Linked DNA regions of Mus musculus: region 2 is linked to region 1. The links are chromatin contacts, called in public promoter capture Hi-C maps. All regions are on one chromosome and are shown on one strand. Each heading gives the region's core, a stretch centred on a gene start, on an enhancer-like site or on the middle of the called end of the contact. The rest is flanking DNA. Distances are from core to core; before and after follow the strand shown.

Evidence for each region. Promoter capture Hi-C pulls out the DNA fragments that hold promoters and counts their contacts.
Region 2: a promoter capture Hi-C map of hippocampal neurons shows a contact between it and region 1, with 2.4 times the contacts expected there. The contact joins the promoter of Tmem196 here to the promoter of Dnah11 in region 1. A contact is called at or near these places in 3 of 39 promoter capture datasets (the 3T3-L1 cell line, hippocampal neurons and pre-B cells).

The regions. Positions count from the first base shown.
Region 1 is chr12:118,194,790-118,201,441 of GRCm38.p6, reverse strand. Dnah11 (dynein, axonemal, heavy chain 11) reads left to right here and starts at 2,399. Exons shown (of 82, transcript NM_010060.3): 1 at 2,399-2,903; 2 at 4,743-4,886. The coding sequence starts at 2,610.
Region 2 is chr12:119,944,573-119,950,918 of GRCm38.p6, reverse strand. Tmem196 (transmembrane protein 196) reads right to left here and starts at 4,792. Exons shown (of 5, transcript NM_001294154.2): 1 at 4,299-4,792. The coding sequence starts at 4,445.

The DNA of each region.
Region 1 (6,652 bases), core at 1,150-3,649:
GTGTCAGCGTTTGGAGGCTGATTATGGGATGGATCCCCGGATATGGCAGTCTCTAGATGGTCCATCCTTTCGTCTCAGTTCCAAACTGTGTCTCTGTAACTCCTTCCATGGGTGTTTTGTTCCCAATTCTAAGAAGGGGCAAAGTGTCCACACTTTGGTCTTCGTTCTTTTTGAGTTTCATGTGTTTAGCAAATTGTATTCCTCCATTGTTGGTGGGATTGCTCAAGATGCTGAACTCCAGAAATTCAAATAACCTCATTAAAAATGGGGTACAGAGCTAAACAAAGAATTCTCAACTGAGGAATACCGAAGGGCTGAGAAGCACTTGAAAAAAAATGTTCAACATCTTTAATCATCAGGGAAATGCAAATCAAAACAACCCTGAGATTCCACCTCACACCAGTCAGAATGGCTAGGATCAAAAATTCAGGTGACAGCAGATGCTGGCAAGGATGTGAAGAAAGAGGAACACTCCTCCATTGTTGGTGGGATTGCAAGCTGGTACAACCACTCTGGAAATCAGTCTGGCGGTTCCTCAGAAAATTGGACATAGTACTACCGGAGGATCCCGCAATGCCTCTCCTGGGCATATATCCAGAAGATGTTCCAACTGTTAAGAAGGACACATGCTCCACTATGTTCATAGCAGCCTTATTTATAATAGCCAGAAGCTGGAAAGAACCCAGATGCCCCTCAACAGAGGAATGGATATAGAAAATGTGGTACATCTACACAATGGAGTAGTACTCAGCTATTAAAAACAATGAATTTATGAAATTCCTAGGCAAATGGATGGACCTGGAGGGCATCATCCTGAGTGAGGTAACCCAATCACAAAAGAACTCACACAATATGTACTCACTGATAAGTGTATATTAGCCCAGAAACTTAGAATACCCAAGATATAAGATACAATTTGCTAAACAAAGCAACAGTTTTTAAATGGCCTTGTCTTATCATAGTGCACACCTGTGGCTTCATCCTTGGACCTGAGTGTTTTTCTTTGAACACAAATTTGTCCCAGGTCTATAATTCTTTTTAGTGTAATTATGAAAGCTCATTGTATTCTTTATTATGTAGCCTTTACTTTATGAGGAGGGGGTAAATTCTATTCCTGATTCTAATTTTATTACATCTTTTAGGCAAAACAACTAAAACCATGTAAAAAACTTTCTTCCTAAAATTATTTGAATCAAATCAGGAATTCTATGAAATCATTAACTCATCTAAGCAGCATTAATTCATGAAAGTTTATCTTTATGTCGATCTGCAGGAAATCTGCTCAATACAGTAGGCTAATGTCCAGAAGTTATTATACTATGTAATAGTGACTGGGAAAGGCATATCAGCTGCAAGAAGCAATCTTGAGAGGAAATTTCTGAAGGCCTTGCTATTCAGTTTACCCATCACCACCATGCAAAAATGGTGGGTCATCTCTAGAAAAGTCACCTGCATGCCTTTAGCCTATCCTAGATGGCTCTGACAGCATCTGATAGAAATAGAAGGCAAACCCAGGTGGAATAGCCTCAGTCCAGTCAGTGTGGAGCTAACTTAGACAAGTGATGTGAGGACAGAAGCTTAGTGTGCCTACAATACTGTGTGTTCAGCATCAGCAGTGATTGGCACTCAGTAGGTGTTTAATAAAGATTTTTTTTGTGTGTGTGAGAAGCCAAGTGAACTCATTATGGTACCTGCTTGGTGCTTTTAAATCATACTTGAAAAAATATTGAGAAAAAGCATGCCTTTCTTAAGTGATGGATTTATTACTCTGAGATACAAATTTTCTAGGGAAACGCACTTCTTAATATCTACTGCAATGAAAGACTGGGTTTATAGAGTAAATTATTTCTGAAAAAAGAAACTATTCTGCTGGAGAAAACCCAATGACAAGTTAAAATTGCACTGGCCTTGGTGAATGTGGCAGGCTCTGTCCAGTGCAACGTCACTGTTCTGATGGCAGCTAGGAAGCTACATTCTTTGCTACATATTCTTTTACTATTTTGTTACATTTAAGTCCTTGAAAAAATCTTACTTTAATATTAGTATTTTTGCTCAAAATGTTCCTTCCCCAAATTGAAAGTAGTTTATTGACTTACAATGTAACGTAACTTATTCTTTCTCTAAACTTATTGAATAAGCAATTCTCTGTGTACGATGTGTGTGGCAGCATTTCTTGCTACCTAACTACTTTGGACCATACTTCATCCACAGTTAAACATTGAGCATTTAGCCCCAGCTTTCTAGGGATTAGATAAATTTACCATGGCGGCAAATTTAGCAGGACTATCTGCTCAAGACAGTACTGCTGAATCCAGAGCCGCTAACTAGTCCTGGAACATTTCTGGGATCCCCAAGATGCCCAGGGGAGGAAAGCAGAGAAATCCAGTTGATTTCCCGGTCTCTGCCTGAGAGCTACCGGGCGACCCAAGACTCTCGCTCCTCCCTCACTCCCGGGACGGGGCGGGGCAGCCATCTCCCTGGCAACGGGACGCGCTGCAGTCCGAGCCACCTCGCTTCCAGTGCACCTAGCTCTGCAGGCAGAGCGGCTGGCGCTGGCTCGGTGATAGCCTCCTTGGCGCACGACTCCAAGAATCCTCTCTAGGTACGAGATGGCAGCACAGGAGGAAGGGACTGTGCTGAGGCTCAGCCCCTCAGAGCAGGAGGACGAGGAGGACGAGGAGGCGGCGGCTGCAAGGAGAGTGCAACGCTTTGCCCTAGACCCGCGGGTGCGCTTCCTGGGAGGCCGTCTGCGCCAGGCGTTGAGGTTCCCGGAGGAGACGTGGGGCCAGTATCTGGAGAGCGATGACCACCGGCAGGTCCTAGGAGACTTTTTGGAGAGCACTGGTCCTGCCAGCCTGGTGTTTAGTGTTGCGACCGCCGGGCGGCTCTCGGCTTCCCCCGAGGTAAGGCGCGACCCGAGAGGGATGCCCGCTGCCGGACTTAAACAGAACTTGAAGTCAGCCTCTTGGACTGATCCGGGTCCCCGTGTGCACCAGCTCTGCAGAAAACGCTGTACTTTAGTTTTCTACAAGGGATGCCTGCCAGAAGGGATGGTTGTCTAAAATGATGTTAGAAAACTAGCGCAGTCTGTGATGCCTGGGCTTATGGCGCCTGGGGAGCTTTTTGGGCCAAATAACTTATGTTTCAGTCCCCGGTGGAACTCTAGAGTCATATCCTTTTAAAAAACGATAGCAAAGTATTAGGCAAAACCCTTATAGCTTGAGTTGTTTCAGTATCTACCAACTACATTTTGTCCAGGAAAGAAATAATCGAGTTCTAACAAAAAGCGGGGCGGGGGACTGGCTGGATTATTGTGGCACTTACTATATTACCCCTGGCACTTGGGAGGCAGAGGAGGCAGGAGGATCTCTGTGAGTTCCTGGCCAGCCTGGTCTACACAGCAAGTTCCAGGACTACACCATGAGACCCTGTCAAAACCACAAACAAACAAAATATAAACAACAAAACCAACAATAACAACCATTAGACTGGCTGGTGTCATTTAAAACACAGAATAAACATATTTGTTGCATAGATTAGATAGTGATTTCAAGGAGCATTATCTTAGCAATTAAATTGTAAATTCTTTTTAGAACATATATTCATTTTTTATGTGTATGTATGTTTGCCCGCATGTATGTCTGTGCACCTTGTGGGTATCTGGTGCCCATGGAGGTCAGAAGAGATGTGTTGGGATTCCTTGGAACTGGGGTTACAAATTATTGTGAATTACCACCATGTGGGTGCTTGAAAAGGAAACGTCTGCCCCCACCCCCCACCCCCAACGTAAATTCCAAGTAAAGTAACCTGTCTACTTGTTTATAGCAGAGGTGTGCCCTGGAAAGTTACATATCAATAGCACTCTGAAAACTTATGTCCAATTGTCTTATTCTCTGATGTGTTTTTCTTTAAAACTGATGGTAGTTCCATGGTGTGTGTGTGTGTGTGTAGCTTGTAATTTGCACAGGCTTCAAGCTTAATAGGCATTGCCTTTTTTTGCTTTCTTTTCCTTCCTTCTTTTCTGATTTTGGAGCCCTTGCCCAGTAGGTTATCTGTTGGGCCTGGGGTTCATGTTGTAAATGACCAGATGTCGTCATTTAGGATAGGTGTGAGGCAAGCCCTCAGAATGGTTGCATTACAGCTGTGTGAGTTTTGAATATCTTTGTTTTGATATTCTCCTAATTATAACTTTAAAAAATAAGTTAGTATGTCAGACAAGTCAAGACACCTTAAACTCTCAGAGCATAGAAACTAAATAGTGTAGTATTTACCAAACCAAACAAAACCAAAAAACCCTTAACAGTTATAGGAATGTTAAATTATCTTGGCTAAACACTTCTTTGCCTTGACAGCAGGAATGCAAATTAACCCCTTTTTATCTCAGTTTGGCTTATTTTCAAACAAGAGAAAAATTAGCAAAAGGGGGGAAAAAACCTTACTAGGATTAAAATGTTCTTATGTTTGGTTTTGTATATGAGCTTCTTACGGTATATGCTGTTGAGGAGTAATGGACATGTCTTTGAGGGTGGTATTGTTTAAAAAAAAAAAAGGGAAAAAGAGAACCCTACCTTTTTCAGGACACAGAAGAGCAACAGAGCAACCTTGTTTGTAAACATGGGCAAGATGCCATGGTTTTACTTCTTCTGTTGGCAATCTGTCTGCAAGTGGGATACAGCAAACCCTGCTTGTTAACAAAGAGATTCTGTAGTGAACTCGAACTAATTATCTTGCTTTTGTTCCAGATTCCAAGAGATGTGAAACACAAGCTGGTTTATTTTGCCAAGAAGATGACTGAAAACATGGGAGAAAGTGATTTCTCCCAAACCATTTTATTTGGAGAAATACCCAGGTCATTGCTTACACATGTAACTGCATTCCTAGATGAGGTATTGGTCTGTCTCTAATATCTGAGTGCTTTCTTGACCTCCAGACACCTGGTACTGGTTGAGCCACTCTGTCTACTTAAACAGAAGAGAGTGAGAAGCCAGGAATTTCTTTGGCCAGGGGTACGAAGTGATCCCGTTCAGCCTGTTTTCTGAACTCAGTCACTGCTCACTAACAATGACTAGCTCCCTGTCAGATCACCCTCTCTCTCACTCTTCCCTTACTCCTTTCACAATGCTGGAAGCATTTACCTGTCAATTTGAACTGACGAGGTTCTGTCAGTTAGCTATAGGTTTTAGGTATCACAGTCAGGGTAGAAATTACCTCACACTTTCATCCGTTTTTCAAATTCCTATTACAAGGTAGTAACTAAATGGAGTTTTACCTATGTCAGAGAATGGAAGGCAGTAATGAAGTCACCAATTGTTCACAAATTCTCTCTTCCCTGTGCTGAGGGTGGTCAGTGTATTAAAGGATTGTTCATCAGCGTTGGGAGCTGTGGTGCTTTTAAGATCTGGGGCTTCCCTCATAGGTGGAAATTAGGTCACTGGAGGATGTCCCTTGAGGGGCTTAGGTACCATGTTCTCTCTCTGCTTCTTCATTACTGTGTTTTACTTTGCCATCTGCCCTTGTTGTGATATGAGGCCTGAGCCTGGCAGGGTCAATGTCTCATGGACAGAACTTGGAAATGAAAGTCAAAGGAAACCTTTCCTCCTCTATCTTCCGGATTTTGTAACAGTAACAAAAACGAACTAACCCACTCCTTGAAACGGCCAGTGGCATTTTAACATGGGTAGGACCTACATCCTCCTTGCCTTGTCAGTACAGATGGACTCAGCTGGCATCGGTAAAACACAAGATGCATGGTTTCTCACCTGATGCTGTCTATCTGTTCAGATATTTTGGATGAAAACACCAAAATGACCATAGAACGAGAGTGGTAATTTTAAGACTTCACTGGACATTAGACTCACCTGGTCAGGAGCAATGGTGAGCTTTGGAATGAACCAGCCCTGAGGGAGGGTCCTCTTACTGGTTAATTCAGAACTCCGGGGGTGGGAACAAAGCTAGAGTAGTTTAAGACCCAGGGGCTCCCTGTGTAGGTGAGAACTGGGAACGATGGAGTTAGGTATTTGTCTACAAGGTCAGTTCCTCGGTCTGATTGTTCAGAGAGACCCCGGTAATCAGTGCAGTCCTGCTGAGCCTGTGTTTATGGTAGGAAAACGTGCTACTGGGTATGTGAGCCACAGCAAACCACTAACACTCCTCTTCGACCTCCCGTGTCTCTTGCTGTCTTCCTGGAAGGATGCCGTGTCTCTTGCTGTGTTCAGGCTACCCAAGGTCTCTGCCCCTGGCTCCAGTGTTGTACTTAGGTACCCGCACCCTACCTTCTTTGTTTTTACTGGTTGTAGGAAGGGTTTTTCTAGGGTTTTTCTAGGGTTGGTACTTGGAGCAGTTTTTTTGTTTTTTGTGTTTTGTGTTTTGTTTTTTGTTTTGGTTTTGGTTTTGGTTTGGTTTTTTTTTTTTGCATGAAACAGGCACTTAAGAGATTTTTACTACGCTGAGTCTTCTGTAAGACTCGGCAGAATTTTAAACAACTTATGCTTTGAGTTTCCCTGCCTTTAGATGGGAGTTGGCAGGGCTGTGTGGAACCTGGTGGGTTCTCATCCTATGAGCTGTGGTTTGCAAAAAGCAATAGAAAACTTTGAAACTCTTCCAAGATTTCTCCGAGTTGGTCCCATACCAGAATTCCCATAACTTTTACCGT
Region 2 (6,346 bases), core at 3,543-6,042, 1.7 Mb before region 1:
TGCCTGACAAAAGAATTTTGTCATTGTAGAAAAATAATTGGATAGACTCAGCTTTAAGATGTGTACCTTTAAAGTAACTAAGGATTTTAAAATGTTGCTTTGTTTTTCATTAATCCTGACATTTAAATATTGAAAATAATATATTGAAACAATTATCACTTGCATACTGCATCTTCTCTCTGAAATAAAGTGTAAAAAGTCTTATACTTGACTGAGTTGTTGAAATGGTGAACTAAAAGTCTAAAGAACAGGTATGTTTGTTGATTATTCTATACATCATATTTCAGGGAAAAAATCAAAGGTATTAAGTAGATAAAGTCATAATATAACCCTGAGTATGCTTCAGAAGAATAAGAGATAAGCTTACTCAAACTTTAAATGATTTGCATAAGGAAAATATTAAAAATTTAAAAAGATTATCTTGTAGTTTACATGTGGGAGAACCAGGCATAGAAAATTTAAGGAGTCAAGTATCACAAAATGAATGTCAGATAAAGATGATTAGAATTATAGCGTGAGGTCAATCAAATACAATTCCAATAGTATTCTGAATGTCACCATCTGAATCTCTAGACTTCTAAACATCAAGCTAGACCAACAACATAGGGTTAATGGTTCAGTGACCTCCATGCTACTGAATCCCATCCTTATTGCCAAGGATGCTCTGTAGGTTGAGGTTAGTGATTAGCACAGCCACTTGGAAACACAACTGTGTTAACATCATTCAATAAATATTTCAAATTGATTCTGCCTCACATGTCTGACTTTTCTCAAGGTTCATTCACAGTCACCTGTAGTTTTGCATTCATGTTTTTGGTTTAATTATAAATTTCTTAGCAAAAAAAAATAAAAATAAAAAAATAAATTTCTTAGCTATAATGAAGTGCCAACGAAGAACAAAATAGCTGTGGAAATCTATATCCTTTCCCTGTGAAATGAAATTAAAAGATATTTTCCTCCTAATTGTCCTTATTTTTAGGATTGACTATAAAATATTCTTTTTCTAGTTTTGAAATAGTGCCTAAAAATCATTTCTGTAAGCATGTATGTTACATACACAAAGCTCTTTACTCAAGTATTATATCATTTTAAGTCATCAAAAAATTAGCAAGCTTGAGGCCAAATAACTATATAACTTCCTAAAATTTCCATGTACATGTCCTAGATAAAACACTTATGATCTTAGTCCCTCTCAATAAAAAATAATCCTCTACAGTGCAACCTTTATTTCTACTGACTGTAAACTTAATTCAGAAAGCTGTCATAATGATATTAATGTTTTGAAGTAAAGAACCATATACTAATCAAAACACAGTCCTATTTAGACTCTGTACAGTCTGACAGGTTAATTTTTGTATGCCTCATTTGTATTCATAAAATACAGACATTAATTGATAAATTGCCAGAGAAATTAAAGATTTTTCTACTGAGCTTCTCTGTTTATCTTCTTGGAGTCTCTTTGGGATGTAAGAATTAAGATGATTTTTGGAAACATGACAAAAATCTATTGCTTAAGCTTGACACACAGCATGTCATAGTCTTGCCACCATCACTCTTTCTGTCTTTCTGTTCATACACTTAAACCTAACAAAAACAGAGAAATTTTTATATTTCATTCCATCCTAGTCCATTGCCTTCACCCACAGTAATCCAGAGTTCTTACTTCTCATACTCATCTCTGCAATCTTGGGTCAGGACTAGCTGCTCACATTTACTTCATGCTTATGATACACAATGCACTTTTCTAAGAGATTGTTCATTTTTCATTAATTGATAAATGTCTCAATCCTCTTTTTTACATGGGGGGATTGTTAGTCCCCCAACTAGTAATGGTAGATCTGAGATTTACATTCAGTTAATTTGTCTTGAGACCTTACCTCATGAGATAATAACACTGTGATATATTGATTTTAACTCCAGGAAACCTTCAAGGTCATCAGTATTGCCCATTTCAACTTTTCTCTTCCCTATTTACTCCTAACCTCTCTGAGGTCATACTCTTACCTCCATCAATTCTAAATTCTAGTATTCTTTGGGGTGGGTAATACCTCTCTGAAGACAGTATTTTGACTCATATTTTGTAGTTTCTGTAGTCACTAGTAAAATGCAATTCACATGTTGAACTCTCTATAAATATTAGTTATATGGATTTACCAGAGAAGAAATGAAAAGATCATCCAAAAATATATCACAAAAGAATTTGAAACCATTTCAATAATATGCTTAGCCACTTTACATTTTGAAAATCATGATTATTCCAACTGGGGATTTATTTCTTTACAAATGTATTTTTTTCTTATGACATGGAATTTAAAAAGTGAGTAATTATTTGAACATTTCAGTGTCAAAATAATTCATTCAGTTGAGTGAATGAATTTTTATTTTTCTTTTTACAAAACCATATTACAGTATTCAAAACTATTCTTCCAAGAATCTTGGTGAATTGTGCTTACTATAAAAAGCTAATTAAAGTAGAAAACATTATTTATAGTAATGACTAGATCAATATGGCTGATCTTTCTTTGAGATGATCCAAAAGTTTTTGCATTTGTGCATTAGCTCATTTATATAATATCCCGTTTGGAAGGAAAATATTCATTATGTTTAATAACATAGTTATTTAAAATATCTTAAGATAAAATGGTTTTAATATATTATTTAGAGGCAGTTTACTTTAATTCACTCAATTTCTTGTGTTTAATGAATGGGAGACATGAGGCATTTTTTTTGAGCCATCAGAACATATTTCACCTCTTTTTAAAAATATGCTTGCATTGTATTTTATTTTGATAGTTGGGCATTAGAAATTTTATTAATAATAATAACCACAATTCTCAAAATACTTATAACCACGTAATAGATGTGGAATTTAAGATGGACCCCTTATTCTTTCAAACTCAAAGTTATACTTACATTGGCAACATTTCCATATTAAAGAACAAGATAGTTAATGTGGGTTGATATAAACTTATAGAATTCAAAAAAAAGATTCTAGGGGTAATTTAATGCTAGAATTGTTCTTTTCCTTTTTGTCTTTTAAGTTGTTTAATCTATAAACATGTATCATACCTGAAAAAAAGTATAAAAGCCAATTATTCAAGGTACAATTTCACAGTACTCAGAGGGCTGGAACACCTTTTATGAATGACTTTGGAATGGATTTTCTTAAATTCATAAATGATCTTTCTCTTAGTAATTTAGTGATGAAATCGTGATTGTTAAATGGAGTATGGATTGTCAACAGCAGAATAGCTCCTTAATAAATTATGCAGGAAATACAATCAAGTTAGAGACTCAGGTTGGCATGGCAGCTATGAGGAGCTAGGAGAGAGAGGGGAAAAGGAAGGAGGATCAACACACACACACACACACACACACACACACACACACACACTACACACACACACACACACACACACACACACACACACACACACACACACGAGAGAGAGAGAGAGAGAGAGAGAGAGAGAGAGAGAGCGCCTTTTCATTATCAGGTAGTTATTTTATTGATTTTGGTGGCTTCCTTGCAATTCTTCCTACATGAGCAAACAAAATGTTTGTTAGGTCTGCCCCTGACCTGAAACAAAACAAAACAAAACAACCCCCCCCCCAAAAAAAACCCAATATTGTTTTCTGAGTAGATAAGCACACTTTAAAGTGAGTTACTCTACCATTAGGATGGCATTACATTTCTTACTGCTGTTTGTTTAACTGGTGGCCTTGAACTTACAACAGAATATTCAGAAGTGAGTATGAGAAAGGTAGCAAGGCAAATTGAAAGCAGTGCTTTCTGAGACAATGCTCATCTTTCCTCAGACCTTTCAGAGGCTCAGCTCACTTTCCATTTTGGTCATATCACTGTTGCATCGGTGCACCTTGAGCATACTGCCCACATATAAACAGATAACTACCCCTTGCTTGCTCTTTGTACAATAAAATGATGTAACATTTTCAGTAAAAGACATAAACAAGTGAGTTTGCCCTTGTCAGGTGTAACCCTGTAAAGACTAACACTGGTCAGTCTTGCAGAATCCTCAAACTGACCCTCCTCCCCTCAAGTTTAAATAAAGCCATTCATTTTAGTTTTAAATCCAGTGAAGAGGAAAAAAGCTTCCCTAATACACAAAAAGACAATATAAACCAGCAGAGCTTGTCAATTGGAACCTACAGGCAGAGGAGTATTATAATATTGTTTTCCCAGGAGACAGTGACTAAGGCACGCACACACTGACCATCCCCGAAAAGAGGTAAAGAGAGAGTGAAATGGCTCAACGTACACACACCCCGCTCCATACCGGGGACGAGTCTCCGAGCTGCGGCGTGTGCTCTCGGAGAGCCAGGCTGAAGCTGACCGCCCCCACGGCCACGCTGGACACCCCCAGCCCTATCTCCAGCACAGAGAGCACCAAAAGGCTCCCAATGATCTGGCCGCTGGTGCACATTCTCCTTGGGTCATCATTCCTTCCAGCTCAGAGATGAAAGCTGATCATCTACCTTCTTTCTTCCAAAGTCCTCCTCAGCCCCTTCCGCCCCCTACCACAGTCCAGCTCCTCAAACTTTTCTTTCTTCACCAGCAAAACATTATCCACAAGGTCTGGATTTTCAGAACCAGAGAACCATTTCCGTGGGCCTGGCCAGAGAAGACAGCTAATCCAGCCCGTGGCGGGTTCACACAGGGACTGTTGAGCGATGGGTGGGAGTCCAGAAGCTTTTATTGAGGAGCCAGGCTCTGGAGAACGGACTCTGGATCGGAAGCCTTGCCAGTGTCGGAGGCGCAGTCCAGAGTTCTGCCGTGTCTCTGCTCTGCGCCCCCAGGAGCCTTCCGCACCTCTCTGGCTCCCTTCTTCCTGGCGGAGGAACCAAGCTTGATTTCCTAGTAATAAAGGGGAGCTGCTTACAACTCCTCTCCGCCTGTCCTCTCGCCTTCCCTCCTTTGTTTTCCTGTCTGCGCAAAGTGCTTCTGTGAGTCTCTAGGTCTCTAGGCAGAGCGGGTGGATGGTATTCAGCACCACGTTCCTAGCACTTGCTGTGTCGCCAGAAAAAGCGACCTTGTCTGATGGCCTCTTTCCGTCTGGATTTTTTTCCCCCGTTGTTGTCCTCTTCCTCCCCCCTCTCTTGAATCTGATTCTCTCTCATTGCTATGACCTCATTGGGGTTTAGGAGGCTAACGGAGGAGGGAGAATCCTGATGTATTTGTGGGTCTAGGACCAATACTCTTGGCTGACCTCTGATTCGCCCCGCCCCTGCACCCAACCTAAGTATCCTAAACTCGTTACTCCTCTACTCAATTCCTCTTGGGTTTCTGCCTCAGACAGGAGGGGTGGCTATGCCTGGTCCTTATATCAATATAGGCTCATTCTATGCAAAACTTTCCTCTACATGTACTTTTCTCTGGTTCAGGAGCAAAGGAAAACCAAGTGCACGGAAATAGAAAGAAGCCAGACCCCTGATTATACAAAGATTTGAGCGGACCCTCATTGGAGGACTCATTTATATCAGTGAGCCCAGACTGGAGCCTGCTCTTTAAGAGAGAGGGTCCATTCTGCTATCACTACTTTGTACCTTCTTATCCTAGAGGGAAGAAGCTGTCTGCTGGAGGCATATTTTCCTTGATAGCTACATACCTGAGAGGCATAGTCAGAAGCAGCTTACAGAGACCCTGTGTTGTTATCTCATTTCAGTTGAGATACATACACTTAAGTACTACACCAGAACAAGCATTACTTATAAACAGAGAAAAAGTCTGACCTAGTACAAAACTGATTTTGACCATCTTCAATTCTGAATCATTATGGCAGGGACTCAAGCGTGGGCTGTGTGATTTTGTTGCTCTTTCTGGTGAATTTTGGGAGCCTAGATATAGTGGAATTGCTTATATTTTACTGATCCCCCCCCCCCCCCCAGGAAACATCTCAAGGTGTTCTACTGAAAATTTTCTGGATGAGTTCTGAGTTATGGATTCATCAACCATCTTTCTCAAGAACTTATTCTTCAGTTAGAGATGCGTTGAAGGGAAATATAGACAAAGGGGACCACAATATGAGGGCATCTTTGCCTCTGCCCACATGCAGACAAATACACAGTAAGCTCCTTTGGGATTACATGACGCATTTTTTATTTTCAAGAACCAATGTGAGGAAACAGAAGCCCTAATTCTGCCCCAGGAGTGTCAGTTTTACCTTTATATATTTGATTCAGAACATGCTTCATAGCTTAACTTCTACACTCTCATTTCTTTTTTTATGATATGCTTATTTTACAAGTTTTAGAACTTGAGAAAAAGAAAATCAAAGAAGGATTGCGAGTTATTAAATGTTAAGGAATTTTCAGCTATTGTGATATT